Regions from separate parts of the Gossypium hirsutum genome. Here region 2 is linked to region 1. The links are chromatin contacts, called in public Hi-C maps. All regions are on one chromosome and are shown on one strand. The core of a region is the stretch at or near the end of the contact, and the rest is flanking DNA. Distances in the headings are between cores, read along the strand shown.

Region 1 (5,452 bases), core at 411-2,910:
AATGGTATTTTTTATTTAATTTATGATTATTTTAATTTTATATGATGTAAAAATAAATATTTTATATTAAAATGGTGAAAATAACTTAAAAGTTTTATTTTAAAAAATACTTTTTAAAAAATAATATATAAAAGTTGTTGATTTTTTTATTACTTGAAAATTGTTTTTTTAGAAATAATCATAAAAAAGACTTTAAAACTTATCAAATAATAGCCAAAAATATAAAGCAAAGCTCATTTGTTAAAATAAATCCAAAAATTCAAAATTTAAGAATCAATAAGGAAAAACCAAAAACCAAACTAAATTGAATTATGATGATGAATTCGCAAAAGTCCAAAAGAATTGACGAATCAAACCGTGAGCACCCCTAACTTTTTGTGTCATTTTATATTTTAACAAGCTAATTAGCTAGAATAGATAATCCATACATTTAAATAGGATGAGACTCGAACATGTGATCTCAAAGTTCTCAGAAACCTCATTGGAAATGCATCTAATGTTAGAATATGCCATAAATCCTTGCATTATTCATATATTTGAGGTTTAATCCATTTACTTTTAATTCTAGGAAATTAGCTCTTCTATTTTTTAGATTTCAAAATTTAAGTATAATCGTAAACACTTTTAAAATTATTTTGTTAAATTTAGGTTCAATACAAACATAATTTTTTAGCTACATTGCTATCAAGTGAGTTTTTTTTTAAATTTTAAAATGTCACATCTATAAATTTAAACAGAATTTATTAGTGTTAACAATTAACCTGGTTTTTGAAATCTAAAAAGCAGAGGAACTAAATTCTTAAAAATCAAAGTATATGGATTAAATTTTTGAACATACCACACTTCTACCCATAACACATTCTCTACGCTTAAATTAAAACTCCTAATTATTGCAATAGCAATTGAATAAAAAAAATCATGTCTAATTCAATTGGCATAATGATTTATTTGACCCTCCAACTTTGTAAAAAAAATTATTTTAGCTCTCCATTTAATTTTTTTACCTCTTTTAGCCATTAAACTTATATTGTTTGTCAAATCACTTCACAATGGATGAAAAAATTAACAAATGTTAATTTTATTGACGTGACATACATGTGGATTGCCATGTGTATGCGATGTTAGCAATAATTAATTTTTTAAAATTAAAAAAATGTTAAAAATATTTTTTACACTTATTTAATAATTTATATATATATTAAAAAAATTTGAATTTTATTTTAAAAATTAATTAATTATTAATGTGGCAGTCCAGAATATGTCATTCCAGTAAAGTTAATAAACACTAACTTTTCCGTCCATTTTAGAAGTGATTTGATAAATAAAGCCAAATTTAAAAACTAAAATGATTTTTTTGGAGGGAGGTCTTATGGTTGGTAATGAAAACATAATAGGAAAATTATAATGAAATCGCAATATTAAAATTCAAACAGTAATTTTGAATGGGGAAACAATTTCAAACACTAAATCTACCAATTGAACCACATAAATAAGAAGTAGGTGTGGCACTTTATTGGGTATTGACTATTTCCAGGCAGTGGACCAACAAAATGTATAATTCTATTTACGAAAAGTAAATGGGTGCAACAAAAACAATCGTGTGGAAATATTCTATCATAGAAAATGACAAAGCCTCCACAAATTGACCAAACTCTCTTTGCCTCGTTCAAACCAAAGGAAAAAAAAACAATCAAAGTTCCAGGCTAGGTCGCAATTCCAATACCCAGATTTTCATTGGAAATAAATAAATCCCAAAACTGACACGTGCTTCATTCACTTTTATTGCAAAACATCACAACAGTCCACCATGTTGTTGGTTTTATAAGCAAATTTTTGTGCTTCTAAACTCTCTTCATTCTGAGGTTACTGAGACAGAAGCATGGGGAGGAAATTGGATGCTTTGCTTGGAAGAAACTTCAAGGCTTCCAAGTTTAAAACTCTGGCCAAGCTTGCTATTTCTCGGATCGGTATCTTGAAGAACCAGCATCAAGTACGGTGTACCCACGCCCGGTCTGATGTGATTGAACTCCTTAACCTCGGTCACCATGAACAGGCCCTTCTTCGTGTAGAGCATTTGATTAGAGAACAGAATATGGTGGATGCATTTACTATCATGGAAACCTACTGTAATTTGTTGATAGAGAGGGTCATGCTGATTCAAAAGAACAAGTAAGTTTGGTTTAATATTTTTCCTCTTGGTTTTATATTAAGTTCTCTGAAATTTGACATGCTTCTCGACCATGTATATAGGGAATGTCCTGATGAGCTTAAAGAGGCAGCATCGACCTTGATGTTTGCATCATCAAGGTGTGGTGAATTCCCTGAGCTTCTTCACATTCGTGGGGTTTTTTCATCGACTTTCGGGAAAGAATTTGTGGTTCGTGCCATTGAATTACGCAACAATTGCAGTGTGAATCCTAAGGTGATACAAAAGCTTTCAACACTGCGGCCAAGCTTAGAAAGCAAGTTAAAATTGCTCAAGGAGATTGCTACTGAAAAGGGTATCACCTTGCATTTGGAGGAAATGGCTGTAGAGGTGAGGAACTTAACTGAGTCAGCCAACGATTTGCCTGTAGGAAAAGACATGGATGAAAGCTTAAGTGAGTCAATGAAAGCAAGGAAAAAGTACAAAGATGTGGCAGATGCTGCTCAAGAGGCTTTCGTATCAGCAGCTTATGCAGCAGCAGCAGCACGAGCAGCTGTGGAGCTCTCAAGAATTGAACCCCAAGACTTTGATTCTCCAAATAATGCCATGGCCCGAAGCGAAGACCTGGAGCTGAATGAAACGGAAGAGACTAGACAAAGTTTATCCAGAGAAAGGACAGTTTCTAGTTCAAGTTCAGATTCGGATGCAGACCTTTCAGGTGAGGAAAGTGATGGGGAGAAGGCAAAAGAGGAGCCACACACACAGCCCCATGAGTTGAGCTATGAGATTACCCAAAGTGATGAAGTCAATAAGGATGAAAGCAAGTTGGGATATCAATCTTCAAAGCTGAAGAACACTGAAAGCTTTGAAGAGCATTTGAATTCACGTAAGAACAAAAAATGGGTGTCGATGAGGACTAGAAGAGATTAGACCATGGGATCTGATTTTTATTTATTTTAATTTGTTAGTGAAATTTTGTTTGTTGCTCTATCTCATCATCATCATTATTATTATTATTATTATTATTATTTGGTTAATATATTTATTTTTTCCTAATACACACAGCTGGACCTGATGAGATTCTTTTATTTGATTTTTACAACATTTCTCAATTTAGGCTCCATTTGTTTTATTGAAAATGGTTTTTGAAAAATGATTTTTAAAAAATGACTTACTTTTCTGGAAAAACTAATATTTTCTGGTGTTAGGATGAATTGTGTAAAATATTTTTGGTTGTTTGACAGATTTCTTGAAAATATTTCATAAAAGTTGTTTTCAATGAAACAAACATACATTTGAGATTTTACTATCTTTTCATTGATTAGTTGAGTTTATTTCATAAATCTTATTATATTTTAATTAATCATGTTTTAGTTTTAATTAATCTTAATTTACTTAATTAAGCTTAATCATTAATTCGTACATTTGGGAATATAAAGTTATAGATATAAATTTATGTTTAATTAAGTTGAAAGTGATAAATATTTATTTCGAATATTATTTGGAAGAGTAACTTGAAAAATGATTTAATTTGATAAAATTGAAGTAAGGACCAAATTGTAAATTTTGTAAATTTTCAAATTCTAAGGGTTTGAGTAGTGAAATCTGAAACATTGATGTAGTAACTAAATTATATGATTATGAAATATGACAATTTGGAAAGTTGAGCCTAAAATAGTAAATTTGAAACTATAGGGGTTAAATTGTAAAGATTTCAAAACTTGAGTTTTAGGACTAATTTACATTATTTGAGAATTTAAAATTCTGAAAAATAGAATATGAAAGTTTATCTTTTCAAAAATCAAGGACTAATTTTTGGAAAATTTAACAATTTTAGTTGTAAGGACTAAATTATAAAATTTGGAAATTTTAGAAAATGGACTATTTTGTAAAATTGTACAAAATGAGGTTTAAGACTGGACTATAGAATAAGAAAATTTTTTTCAGGAATTAAATTTTAAAATAGTAAAAATTTGGATTTTAGGGACTAAATCGTAAAAAATATAAAATTAGAATATAAGGGACTGTTTTCTTCGACGGTGAGGTGAGCTTCCCCTTTATTGCTCTAAAAGCTTCTCCTTTTCGTTTCTTTGACAGTGAACAGAGCCTTATTAGTTTGGAAAATGTCTTGCGAAAAAAATTTTGGTAAGACATTTTTCCTTAAAAAAGCCTTGATTTTACCTTTTTTGGAGAATGATTTCATTTGGTAATTTATTTTCTACCAAACAAACACCCTAAAACAATGAAAATATTTTATTTTACATGCAAACAAATGGACCCCATTAGTTTTAAACATGCATGATGCTATTGACAAATGGATAGTTGATACATGGAGAATATAAAATTAATTGAATTAAAATAAAAAGAAAATAATATTTTAAACTTGGAAATTAAAAAAATGAAATGATATTAGTAAAATACATCTTCATCCCTTTAAAGAAGGTTTCCAAGTTTTACTAATATCATTCATTTTTTATTATTGACAAATGGTTAGTTCAAATATGGTATTTTGGTATGTGATAGTTTAAAGTTTTGTAGCTTATCATAATGCTTGGTATGTGCTTAGCTTCATATTTGATAACTTTAGAAGTTTGAAAGTTAGTTCAAATATGGTAAGTGTGATATGAATAAAAGTATTGAATGTGTGATGTGTTTTTGATGTATTTGAACATATAAAATGTGGTACCAATGAGGGTATATTGGTTAGGCATATTAGGTGATGAATTTAGTGTATTTTGGGCATGTTCAATCGTGTTTTGAATAAGTTAAATTATTGGTAATTGAGTTACTTAGTGTCTAAGTAAATAGGAAATGATAAACTTGAGTTTTAAGGTACTTTTGGGTGTACATGGCCTGGCTACACGGGCGTGTGTCACACACGGGAAACACACATGGGCGTGTGACCCAAGTCAAAGGGTTACACGGCCTGGCCACACGGGTGTGTGACCCTTGAAATCAAAATTTTTGTAATTATTTCCTAAACTTCTAGAATTATTTCAAATTAGTCCCTGCCAATTTAAACTACTTTTAGGGTCCCGTAGACTCATAATAGGGGCTTTAAGAGTAACTTTTACTCTTAATTGGGGTGGATTAACAAACCTAAATTAAGTGCATTCCACTAACATTATCATATATAAATTAAAAAGATAATTTTAAACAGAGTGTGGACTAATACTCTGATGCTAATAATTGGAATAGTCTTGTATATATCCAATTTTTGACATTCTAGAAGGGATAAATAGTGATAAGAGTGTAAACAGTGGAAGACTAAGTTTAGCAATGTATAAATAGTGATAAGAGTGCAGA
Region 2 (5,311 bases), core at 2,697-5,196, 98 kb after region 1:
AAACGACCATATGAGCTGTATGTTAGGAGATAATTAAACTCTTGTGAAACAGGGCCAGAGCGATTTCTGGATCCCCTGTTCCGACTTTGTAAATTCATTATAAATTAACCAGAGATAATTAGAAGTCATTCCATATGTGCATAGATTCCCCTTTGAGTCTAGTTTCTATAGAAACAAACGACATCAGTATTGAATCCCTGTACAGGGAGATATCCAAGTCGTAATGCGCAAAGGTCAGTGTAGTCGATCCCTGTAACATGGGAGACTTTGACTAATAAACTGTACTAATTGGCCCAACCAAAAATTCTAGAAAAAAATATGCAGATGGGCATATGAGTCTAGTTTCAGGGAAAATTTACGGAACTGGATTTCGAGTTTCATAACTCAAGATATGATTTTTAAAGCAACTAGTATGCAGATTGGCAGCTTGTCTGGGAAATTTTTAATAAGTGGTTTGAAGTCTGTTAACACTTCGTGTTCGACTCCGGCGACGGTCTCGGGTTCGGGGTGTTACATTGTTATTTAATACAATACCTAGAACTACCTATAGCCCCTCCCCAACCATTAAATAAGAGGATAATGCGATTTACCACACTTGAACCGTTCTCTTGCACGGGCAATAATATCAATGCCAATTTTTGACACTCAAAATTTTAATTTATTATTTTTTAATTTTTAATTTTAAAAATATCATTACAGATCCTGATCTTATCTGCTCTTTTTAACACAATGCCTAGACTATCCATAGCCCCTCCCCGAACCCACATCTTCTTGTATTGACGACAATACTCATGTCAATTGAACTAAGACTCCATCGACATTTCCTAAATTCACAAAAAATGTATTTTTAATTTTTTTTTAAATTCACTTAAATTTAAAAATTGCATTTTAACATTAAAGATACTAAATGAGATTATATCCAGTAATTTTGACAAGGAACTCGTTTATTTGAGTAATGCTAAAATATTGGCTCAAACTTTTATAAAACATAAAAAATCATGGAGTACATATTTAAATAACAATTCCAAATAAAAGCGAATCATCATAATTTGGGGCATTTAAACTACCACATTCATGTATATGCTAATCAACATCTAAAAATAAATAAGGCTAAATTTGAAGAATATGTAAAAAGAAATTTAATTAGGATTTTAGTTCGTTTTAAATTTTATTTAGGGAAATAAGTCATTTTTTGAGAAAGAATGTGAAAGCACGTCTAGCTGGGCGCGTTTTCCCTTTAAGTTGTAATTTTTGACTTTTTTTAATGTAATCAATTTTTTTAGTTGGATGGTTAAATATTGGTGGTTTTGTCCTTGAGTCCTAGGTTTGATTCCTCTCCCACTCACATTTATATTTTTTTATTTCATGTTGCTTTAAGCTTCTTCTTCTTATTCTTTTTTTAATGAATGTTTTTAACATATTAGTTTCCTTAGTTAAATGGTTAAATGATAATGATTTCATCATTGAGACCTAGATTCAATTCCCCTTTTCTAGACACATTTTTAATTTTTATTTAATATTGTTTCAAGTTTTTTTTAATTAATAATTTTTTTTTCAATTTTAATTCATCTTTTTAATTAATAAATATTTTATTCATAAAATCAAATAATTATTACAAATATGATTATCTTTAGTAAATATAATTTTTATATGTGTAATACTTATTTTTCAATCCATATCATGAGTGTAGTAAATATTTTTGTATGTGTATTTAAAATATTTCACATATAAACATAATGGTATTTCAAATAATTAATTGAAATATTTCACATATAAAAATATTTGAAATATAATACTCACAAGATGAAAAAACAATTATTTCATTTTATAATATTAGAAATCACCATACCCACAATATACGTGGAGAAAATAAATATTTGACATATAAATATTATATATAAAGAAAAATATATCAAAAAAATAGTTGATGTTTATATTATATATATAGAGTTATTATTAATTTCAAATATTTTTAACATAATGATATATGTAAAATATATATTTATTATATAATTACATATTTATTATTTGATTTTATAAATAAAAGAGTTGTTAATTAAAAAGATGAATTAAAATAAAAAAATTAAAAAAATATTTATTAATTAAAAATAAAAAAACTTGAAGTAGTATGAAATAAAAATTACAAATGTGTTTAGAAAAGGGAAATTAAACCTGGATCTTAATGATGAAATCATTATTATTTAACCATTCAATTAAGAAAGCTAATATGTTAAAAACATTCATTAAAAAAAGAAGAAGAAGAAACTTAAAACAACATGAAATAAAAATATAAATATGAGTGGGATGGAAATCGAATCTGAGGCTCAAGGATAAAACCACCAACATTTAACTACCCAACCAAAAAAATTAATTGTATTTAAAAAAAAGCACCTACCAACTGTGATAATTGCACCAACAGAATCGGATCACAAAGGCATTATAATCCCCAATCTCAAACAATTGGATAGAAACATTAAAAGAAAAAGATGATGGGACTAGAAACGAAAATTGATGACTCCTTTTAATCAACTGTGGCAATTCCCTCCAAAATTCAGAATCTCGTTCTTCCACTATCCCTTTCACCCAAATGTCCAAATCTTGCGATAATGGATTGTATGTAACAGATATTTCATATTATTCTATATTCTTTTTTAATTATTTAATAATATTTTAATAATTTAATATAGTGGTACATGAAGTATAAATTTTAAAGACTTTTTAAATAATTGATATAAATCATTTGTAAAATTAATGGCACATAAAATATTTAAAAACTTAAATATAATAAATCATATTTAAATAATTTAAAATAATGATGCATAAAATATAAATTAATCTTATTTTTTATATACTTTTAAGATTTAATATAAATAAAGATATTTTGATAATTTTTACTTCCAAATGTAAAAATTAAAAACACTTAAATCTTAGCTTTTGTAATTGGGTGGAAAAACACTTTTCCACCACAAATTTTGACCCCAAAAGCTAGGTGTTTCATTGTTTCTACGGTGAAAAAGCACTTTTAGCTTCCCAAGCGCAATGAAGAACAGGGCCTTAGTAGAGTAGTAAGGTTTTTTTATATGAATTTGTTGGTTTTGTGTCTGATTCTCAAATATTGTTTCTCAATTATTTTATTTGAAAATTATATAAATGTATGAAAAGATAAAAATACCCTTATAGTAATATTAATTACCCTTTAAGGTAAGGGTATTTTAGTAATTTCACAGTTGAAATGGTGTCAGGGACTTAATAATAGTATACATATAGAACTGATGGAAGTAATAAATGATACATGTTGAAATAAAAATATATAAAAAAAGGTTAGAGTAAAGCTTAGGTTGAATGGTTAATTTAAGATTTTATTGATCTAATTGGTATGTATATTTTAATTACGGAAGGAGATCCAAATTAGTAAAGGGGTTTATGAACTTCTCTTGAGAAAAACTTCATTACTAACTTACAAACGGCAGGAAAGTAAATTTCTTTTTTTCATGGATGACAACTTGGCAACTTTCCGGTATAAAATTAGGTTATTCCGGATTTTAATTTAATATAAAAATAATTTATATTGGAAATTCTGATATTTAAATATTGTATCACATCATAAAGTTTATTTTAGAGAATATCTTAATTCCTAGAGAATTGAAAACCTGAAATTTTAATTTCTCCACATTTGGAACTGCATCAAGCTAAACAACAATTTAGAGGAAAAAATTATAAGAAACCAATTTTGCTTTTACCCCCTAAATTGTTTTCAATTTTATTAATTACAATCTGCCACCATTTCTTTTTAATTTGATTTAATACCACAATCACCGTTACGCCATGTCAGACGATAAAACAGTTCAAGAAATTTTTTATATGGTATAGGACCTTGTACCAAACTTTATCCCAAGGCTTTGCGTCGTCAAAAATTCAGTCCCCCGCAATGACTTCTTTCCCTCGATTCGTAAGGCTTGAATCGAATGATATGGTCCTGACTGCTTTCATTTTCAACTTTTAGCTCCTGGCTGCCTTATCATGATTAATTCCAAAACCTAAGGAGACGTAAAAAACTAACACCACCTTAGTTTTCCTTTGCTAGTTAGCTGGTTACAAGACTGTAGGAAAATGGATATCAAATCTCTGACTTCCCAAAATTTCATACATTTCTTCCACAAAAACAAAAGGCAAAGAAATGATGGCCTCCAATGGAGACCTCTACAAAATTTCTGAAAACCATCGCTTCTGGTAGTCATTCCTTTCCAAGCAGTGTGTAATTCGACTAAATCTGTACAGGCAGATACATACTTCTCATAATTTACAAAATCCTCGCAAACATCGACCGCACTTCTATCACAGATGGAGGTGGCTCCAAATCTTTTTCCTGGAGTGCATTCCCTAGCAACTTCTGCATCTGTGCCGCAAAGATTTCGTCCAACACCTGCAGTTTAGCAATGCTTTCAATAACATGTAAACTACCAAGGCTAACGAACAATCGGTTAATACCATATATAGAAATGACAAAGTTCAAGTGTTTGTCCGAGGGATCCAAATTTATATCAGAATGTTCACTGGTCGAGGAGAGACTTACCGAAATCGCAATCCTTAAGCCCTTATACCAGGACATGTTCTCTCTTCGGTTTTCCATAAAGTGTAGAACATCCTGTAAGAAATAGAAAAAAAATGTTATATACGTTTGCATGATTTTAAATTAAGGATATGAAGATATTCGCCAGTTCTACCTGTCCCATCCGGTCCCAAAAATTTCGAAGGACGGTTATGAACACATGTGGCTCAAAAACAGAATGGAGGTTCTCTATCGTATTTATCAAAAGATCTTTCAAAGGCTGCATTCTACTTCTTACATCCGACTCAACAACAGTTTCCTTTGAGTCTTGGATTATCTTCTTCAATTTTGTAGCAGTCTGAACTTTTGTCTATAAAAATAAAGAAATAGAAGCATGAGAATATCTTTAACAAAACAGTGGATATAATATGTAAATACTTGTGCATTCACATATTCCAGGATGCTAACAATGCATCTAAATATTAAACTAGGAATGTGTAATCTTCATACTATTATCCGAAAAAATTATTTAAAAAAGAAAGAAGAAAAGAAAAGCTGGAAATTAGAGACTCAGAACAAAAGCAAGGAGATAATACTGTGTACTAGATTCTACTGCATAATAAACAAAACGAGTCCAGAATCACAGACGTTGGAAATCTCAAAAGCATGATATGAAACCAATAATAGATTCCACTGCGTACTAGAGGATACTCACATTCTCTGCAAGTTTCTCCACTATTGCTTGAATATGGTTTCTGAAGT

The links. Hi-C and Micro-C count contacts between places; a contact is called where the count stands out from the background.
Region 2: a Hi-C map of leaf shows a contact between it and region 1, with 3 times the contacts expected there. The contact joins the enhancer-like site here to the promoter of LOC107913398 in region 1. A contact is called at or near these places in 21 of 34 Hi-C or Micro-C datasets (anther, callus, fibers and 4 more).

What each region holds. Positions count from the first base shown.
Region 1 is chrD11:32,044,620-32,050,071 of Gossypium_hirsutum_v2.1, forward strand. LOC107913398 (IST1 homolog) reads left to right here and starts at 1,661. Exons shown (of 2, transcript XM_016841965.2): 1 at 1,661-2,169; 2 at 2,251-3,380. The coding sequence starts at 1,880. The coding sequence ends at 3,076.
Region 2 is chrD11:32,140,750-32,146,060 of Gossypium_hirsutum_v2.1, forward strand. LOC107913400 reads right to left here. Exons shown (of 23, transcript XM_016841970.2): 20 at 5,265-5,311; 21 at 4,725-4,919; 22 at 4,574-4,645; 23 at 4,049-4,423. The coding sequence ends at 4,301. Among protein-coding and RNA genes, the nearest start is that of LOC107913400, 13 kb to the right of the region's middle. Within about 2 kb of position 3,947, at least 4 of the 9 cell types and tissues checked have an H3K27ac peak or open chromatin away from gene starts, as enhancers often do. A contact at or near this core is called in fibers, where this site is marked.